Regions from separate parts of the Sus scrofa genome. Here region 2 is linked to region 1. A link is a contact called in public HiChIP or PLAC-seq data. All regions are on one chromosome and are shown on one strand. The core of a region is the stretch at or near the end of the contact, and the rest is flanking DNA. Distances in the headings are between cores, read along the strand shown. Region 1 has its middle 110 kb from the start of IRF2BP2. Region 2 has its middle 180 kb from the start of IRF2BP2.

Region 1 (3,767 bases), core at 159-2,658:
GTGTAGGCCAGCAGCTGTAGCTCCGATTTAACCCCTAGCCTAAGACCTTCATATGCCGCGGGTACGGCCATAAAAAACAAAAAAAAAAAAACCCAAACAAACAAACAAAAAAAAGTGAAATAATCGTGGAGATGTTGAGAATAAGCCTTACCATCCCAGTCTGAGCAAAGTTCAGCGATTTCCTGTACAGTCCCAAATGGGTCCTTCTCAGCAAGACAGAGCTGAGACTTTTTTTTTTTTTTTCTTTTTATGGCTGCAGCATATGAAAGTTTCCAGGCTAGGCATGGTATCAGAGCTGCAGCTGGGGTCTATGCCACAACCACAGAACACTGGATCCAAACTGCATCTGTGACCTACACCACAGCTTGCGGCAACACCGGATCCTTGACTTGCTCATCGAGGACAGGGATCGAACCCACATCCTCACAGACACTATGTCGTGTTCTTAACCCACTGAGCCACGACGGGACCTCCTAGAGCTGAGACTTTAATGTGACAAGGAATATGTTAAGTCTTGTTGGAGAAAACTAGGCACCATGTCATGGAAGCCACTTACAGACACCTCGACCCTCTCACCAGTTTCTCTGTCTTGGGCTGTGGATTCTGTCTACAGAACCTCCCATCATGATCACCAGCAGCGTGCATGATTGAACAAAGAGCGTCTGGGCCCTCTTGAACACTGGCGATCTCTGTTGGATGAAGAGTGGCAAGGAAGCCCCTCTATTTCCTCATCTTAGCCCTTCACACTTCATCCCAGAAGCTCCACGGGACTTCCAGAGGGCAGCTCCCATCATCAGAAGCCTGCTGAGAGCAGGGAAGTGGGCTTGCAGGCTCCTAAAGAACCAGGGGCACTGCCTACAGAGGGTGATGGACATCTGGCCACACACACACACACACACACACACACACACGCAACTCACACTCACACACAACACGGTTTGAGTGTCAAATGTCCACGGGCATCATCCCCATTACAGCTGTATTTGGGAAACATCAATATTAAATATTAGCTATATATGCTTCACATATTACAAGGATAACAATCTGTTCGCACATCTGTTCTCTCTACCAGACTGTACGTCCCTTAAAGACAAAGATGGGGGTCTATCAACTTTATATCCGCAGCAGGAGACCCTCAGCCCCAGCACACAGTGGGCGCCGGATAAATATTAATTGACTGAATCAGGAAACTGAAGCACGTCCTCAAGGCCAGCCTGAAACCCAAGCCTGGACACAGCCTCCAAATTTCCATTTGCAGTCTAGTGCTTTGGCCAGGGGTAGATGAAAGCATGTGTTCCAAGCTTTGCATGATCCACAAAGAATTTTTTCTAAGCTCATTTCTAAGAAGGGGCCAAGGAGCTGTGCGTCTTTTCCTCTGGACCCAGGCTTTCATGCCTCTGCCCGATGAGTGCAGCCCGACTGCCATGCAGAAGACAGCAACCTGTGGTCTCTCTGAATGTCACAGCTGCTCCCCGCCCCCCACAAGCTGCAGGATAAACATCAGCCAGGAGGGGAGATGCTGCTGCAACGGCAGGCTGCTCTCTGCTCATCCTGCCCAGGGTCACGCTTTGAAAAATATCTCTGATTTTGTTTTCCTAGCTTGTTAACCTTTTCCTTCCCAAAACAATGCCGGTATTTGTTTTGGCTGCTTCTGCGCACGGAGGACGGGTCTGAGTTGGAGGCACAAGAGCATTTTTCCCTTAATCTCATTACAAGGGCTCCTCACTCTTGAATTCTTCCCAGGGCTCACTTGCTGTGAAGTGATTTCCTCTTGGAGTCGTTTTTTTTTTTTTTCCTCTTTGTGAAGCTGGGAGAACAAGTAGCTTTGGTTTTGTGGGGAAACAGGGAGAGACGGCAAAGACAAAGGCGGAGAAAGCCAAGCCCAGCCACCCGGGCACACACACGGGGCAGTTCTAAAGTAAAATGGACCCAACTTAAAATCTCTGCCACTCAGATTTGCCTGGGGGGACCACACTGAGGATGCGCCTCTCACTGCTGCCTCTCTTTTACCTGAAGTTTATAAAATCTGGAGTGAAAAGGGCCAGTGCTCTCCCAGCTGCCATTGCTCATGTGCTCAGAATATCTTATTTCATCCTTTCCAGCCCTTGAATGTTATCCGCCTGCCTGACTTGGTTCTCACAAGCGTGTGACTTTCCCACACTGTTCCTTCTTAGCCCAATGGACAAACTCACCTTGACTTTCTCGTCTTAGGTTTGAATGTTCATCCTCAAGCCTTAGAGGAATTTTCAGCCTAACCCATTTTTTGGTTAATTTTTCTACCTTTCACCAAAGTATTTCTTTCCCCCTTTGAATTGTTTCATAGATTGTGTCCACAAATACAGAACTGAAACTGCAAATACAGAACAGAGGGTTCTGGAAAATGAATGGTGGAGCCGGGGGGTGGGTGGGTAGAGGGAATCTGACAAAGTACACTGGCAATCAGTCTGTCGGCCGTGGCCTGAACCAGTCAAGTGACCAAGGAAAGGGGCCAGGCACATTTTGCCTGTTGTATATTGTATCAACTATTGTGTATTGTATGACCTGTAGATGGTATGTAGATTGCATGCACCCTGTTGCATGGAACGGAAACATGCCTTCACCTTTCCCAGGCCCACATTTTACTTTACAGGTTAACTAGAGAATGGTGCTTCCTACCCTTTGGGAGGCAGTGTGGGCCAGTGGTTAGAGCAGGTGTTTTCAGCAGCTTTCCTGGAACTGAGCCCTGGCCCTTTCTCTCATTAGCAACTTACTTCTCCTCACCTATAGGATGGGTATGGAGTTCCAGAGATCATTTTTTTCCTCCCCTTAAGCATTTGGACATGAACTGAGAGAGGGGAATATAAAACACAGTCCCAGGAGTTCCCATTGTGGCACAATGAGATTGGTGGTGTCTTGGGAGTGCTGGGAGGCAGTTTGATCCCTGGCTTGGCACAGTGGGTTAAGGGTCCAGTGTCACTGTACCTGTGGCTAAGGTGGCAGCTGTGGCTCGGATCTGATCCCTGGCCTGGGAGCTCCATATGCTGCAGGGTAGCCAAAAAAAGAGCAAAAAGAAATTTAAAAATAAATAAAACACACTCTCTGCTCTTTGCAAGCTGAAAAGCCAGTGAAACTCACAAGCAGAAAAGACGGGGATAGGAGCAAATTCTTGACAGCACCTCCCATGTACTCAACGCGTTCTTTGCTGCTATTCATGCAAAAGCGTGTGTGGGTGAGGCGAGGATTCTGGGAGGCTGCAAGCCCTGGTCCTCCAGCACTTATCAATCACCATTAATCCTGGGGGCTCCTAGCCCCCGCGCTGAAGAGGCGTGACTCATCCTGACTCAAATAGCAGTGCTGACACTTAATTGAATTCCAGAGCTAACGTTGCTTCCTACCTACGGTGGCAATGCTTCACAGCTCAGAACCCAAGACTGCTCTAAGCCAGGCTCTGTGTTTGGGAGAGAGAGGGTGCCTTTTTCAAGTGATTGAAAGGTCGTGTGGATGTGTATGATTCTATTTCTCTTTGACTTTCAGGCTTAAAACTTATGCAAATGTGGTCCAGGAGATAATGGACCAGACAGCAATTAGAGCTGAAGATTGCTTCCTAGGAGGCGGAGGGCAATGGCAGAACGGCCTCTTGGCACTCCCTGCCTCGCCAGTGCAATCGGCAAGCAGCTGGTCCCTCCTTTAATAATCCTTTATCTTCCCAGCAGTGACCAAGGGTGGTCGCTATTTGCTGGCTGCCCAGCTGCTGTTTAGAAGGAGAGAAATTAATGCAAGTGCAGAGA
Region 2 (3,605 bases), core at 1,027-3,526, 69 kb after region 1:
AGTGCGTTAAGGATCCGGTGTTGCCATGGGTTGTGGTGATGGTTGCAGATGCGGTTTGGATCTGGCATTGCTGTGGCTCTGGCGTAGGCCGGCAGCTACAGCTCCGATTAGACCCCTAGCCTGGGAACCTCCATATGCCGAGGGTGTGACCCTAAAAAAATAAAAGAAAAAAGAAAACTGGATTCTTGCCTGCTCCTCCCTTCAGGGCAGCTCACCAACCTCAGGCTGAGCACACACACGTTCACATGCTGTCTGCCAGGGACACTGGGCACAGAGACCAGAGGAGAGCAGGGCTCAGGGACAGCCGAGCAGGCTGAGAACACCCATGAGGCAAGGATGGCTGTGTAGCCAGGGGCCTTCCTGTGGGGATGCCGCCAGGATAGGAGGTCCCAGGCCTGGATCCAGGACTGTGGCTAGAAGTTCTGAGGGCAGGAAGGGAGCTGTAGGTACAGAGCCTGCAACCACCCGCTGTCAGGGACCCCCAGAATATTAGGAAGCACGGAAGGAACCGTCCCCAGTGGAACAGGCAAGAGCGTAGCAGTCCAACCCCAATACAATGCGAACTAATGTGCTGCATCTTTCAGTAGCCGCATTAAAGGAAGTGGACAGAAAGGTAACATTCTTCTTAATAGCATATTTTACTTAATCCACTCTTCCTTAAATATGAGCATTTCAACATGTGTGATACTTCCCGTTCTTTTTTTTTAACAAAGTCCTCGAAATCCAGTGTGACTTACCCCCACCCAGCATGTCTCAGTTTGAAGCAGTCCCATTTTCACCACTCCTGAGCCACATGCCCGGGTGGCTACCATATATGGCTGCACAAATCTAGGGGTGGGTGTGTGTGTAGAAGGAATCGTAACTTCTGCTCTGACTCTCTGAGTCCAAAAGACAAGTCAGACCTGCTTAAAGGGGGAGGGCGGGGGATGAAGAGGGAGAGAGGGTCATCCAGCATCTTGGTGAGGCCAGCGCGGCATGCCAGGCACTAAGTGCATGAAGGAGAGGCACCAGCTCCTCTCCCGCATCCCCAAGGGTGTCTGCGCAAACAGTGTCAAGACGACACAGAGCACCGAGGAAGGTTTGCTAAATGTTGCCAAGCACCTGGACACCAGATCACAAGGGCGACCCAGAAAACAGGCAAGTGCACCTGTGGTGGAGCGCTTGGCATCGAGCCCGGGACGGAGGTCACCCCAGGTCACGGCTGGAGGCGGGGAGCCAGGCAGCAAGGCTGCCTAATGTGGAAATGTTTGGATCGGAGCAGGGCAGGCGCTGCGGGCAGCGGGGAGGAGGCCAGGGCGGCGGGGTCCAGAGCGCAGCGCTGACAGTAACCAGGCGCGCAGAGGACCATGTGGTCCACAGCGCCAGCGCTGGCCAAAACCCGGGCTGCCTCTTTCCTAATAAGTCTGGCAGCGCCTGCGTCCTCTCAGCAGACCAGACTCTCCCTTGCTGCCGGGTCTTATTTAAGAAGAAGGAGCGGGGTGCCACCAGGGAGAAAAGCAAGCCAAACCCAGCAAGGATGGAGGGGAGCCCTCCTTTCTCCCGGCCTCCCCACTCCACAGCAGATCAGCTTTGCAAATGAACGAAGGGGTTGCTTTCTCCACGAGGACTGACTCTCTAGCCCTGGGGCACACATCGCATCCCAGATGGTGAGCCACAGGTCTCCAGCCCTTCCCTCTGGGGTGAGGAGGGGGCCCCCTAAAGCATCCCGCCCCATCCCTTCCCCTCCTCCTCCAGCTCCTTCCAGGAAAGAAAGGCACCGCCCACCTAACTTCAGAAGAAGGTTCCCCCCTTCCAGCCTCTGGGTCTGGCTGGGGCTGCACACTTGCTAGTTGTCTGCCGGCCCCACACAAGGGAGGGCAGGATTACAACACGTGTGTGTTTGGGTCAGGAGCACTTTTGAACTATGGCTCCGAGAAAGAACAGCCTGTACAGCCATTGAGTCTCCCAGCAACAAAGAATGTACAACAGAGAATGATTAGCCCTCACTGGCAAAACAATTTTTTTTTTTTTTAAAAAAGAGGTGCCGCTTGGTCTCTTTATAGGGTCCTGGAGTTAGGGTGTCTGGACTGAAGAGTGCTCTCCCTGCCTGGCTGGGAGAACCAGCGTCACTCGCTCCTCAGGGGTTTATGACCTTGGCTTACTAATAAGCCCTTGTAACACGATTACAGTCGGGGTTTTGCAAGCTTCGGGACCCAGGTGTGGTTGAAGGTCAGCTGCCTCGGGACAGGGGGCTCTCCTGCCGTTGGGAAAAGGTTACAAAGAATGATTTTCCTGCTCGAGGGCTTGTAGATGATTAACAGGTTTCTTTCTGTTAACCAGAGAGTTAATCGTTAGTCAAAGCACACTTTGATAATGGGGGCGGAGGGGAGAAAATGAATACGTCAACCATTAATCGAGGGACATGCCATAAAAGTTAGGATGGAAAACACACCGTTTGGGAGAGGAATTCATGCACTGGCCTGCTGGAGAAGAAGGAGGTAAAGGATCAAGTGAGGCCATGAAGTTCATGCATACTTAGAGCAGGGAGTTTTTTTTTTTTTTAAATCCTTTTCCTTGTTACATTGCTTGGAGGAAGCAGGGTAGGGATAACGAAATAACAAACACGGGAACATTACAAATAAAGCCAGTTTTATTGGCTTTTTGCTCCAGCCTCCCACAGTTGAGCCTGTCCTCTGTATGATTCTTTCCTTGGGCATTTTGCGGGGAGGAGAGGAGCCCAGGGACTCACGATCAGAAAAGCCAAGGGGGTCCAAGGAACTCAGGCTGAGAGGCATGAGGCCACACCAGCCCCTCCCCCGGGGTCACCCTGGCCAGTGCCCCCGTCCCTGACCCCAGTCGTCCTGCTGGGGCCCAGGGTGGCCTTGCTGGGCAGAGAGGTTGCCTGTTCGCTGCCCTGGAAAAAAGCAGCATTAGCCTCAGTTTCTTATGGCCTGATTGTGACACCAGGTCCTGGTGCCCAGGAGAGCTTTCCCCCAAGGCCCAGCCCAGGAAACAAGAGGATGCAGGGGGCAAAATTCCTGTTTTGCGCAGACAACTCCCAGATACACCACCTCCACCACTAGAAACATTTCTGGGTGCAGGACACAAGCATGTGTATTTTTTTTTTTTTCTTTTTGCTTCTCAGGACCACACCCTTGGCATATAGAGGTTCCCAGGCTCTCCCAGGCTAGGGTCGAATCAGAACTACAACTGCCGGCCTACGCCACAGCCATAGCAATGCAGAATCTGAGCTGCATCTGCAACCTACACCACAACTCCTGGCAACGCTGGATCCTTAAACAGGAATCGAACCCACAACCTCATGGTTCCTAGTCAGATTTGTTAACCACTGAGCCACAGTGGGAACTCCAACATGTGTATTTTTTTTTTTTTAAGGCTAATTCTCTCGAGTAGCCAGGGATGAATTGCCGCCACCAAGAAAACTAGCTGGGGAAACGTGAGCTGGGGGGCAGAACGCTCTGGGAAAGGTGCGCTCAGACTTGGTGGCCCAAGAGGATGACGGCAAAGATGAAGAGTGTGCGATAAACATGGATGGTCAAGAGGTTATGGACAACGTTGGAGCAATGCTGTGGGGGCCACACTAGAGAGACCCTCCTGCTCCCTGA

Evidence for each region. HiChIP or PLAC-seq counts read pairs in DNA pulled down with a chosen protein or histone mark.
Region 2: a contact with region 1 is called in an H3K27ac HiChIP or PLAC-seq map of skeletal muscle. The contact joins two enhancer-like sites. A contact is called at or near these places in 11 of 47 Hi-C or Micro-C datasets (embryonic fibroblasts, fetal liver, heart right ventricle and 4 more) and 1 of 2 datasets of contacts at active chromatin or transcription factors (skeletal muscle).

What each region holds. Positions count from the first base shown.
Region 1 is chr14:56,431,247-56,435,013 of Sscrofa11.1, reverse strand. No RefSeq gene overlaps it. Among named protein-coding and RNA genes, the nearest start is that of IRF2BP2, 110 kb to the left of the region's middle. Within about 2 kb of position 1,408, at least 37 of the 83 cell types and tissues checked have an H3K27ac peak or open chromatin away from gene starts, as enhancers often do. A contact at or near this core is called in fetal liver, skeletal muscle and subcutaneous adipose tissue, where this site is marked.
Region 2 is chr14:56,362,977-56,366,581 of Sscrofa11.1, reverse strand. No RefSeq gene overlaps it. Among named protein-coding and RNA genes, the nearest start is that of IRF2BP2, 180 kb to the left of the region's middle. Within about 2 kb of position 2,276, at least 60 of the 83 cell types and tissues checked have an H3K27ac peak or open chromatin away from gene starts, as enhancers often do. A contact at or near this core is called in fetal liver, skeletal muscle and subcutaneous adipose tissue, where this site is marked.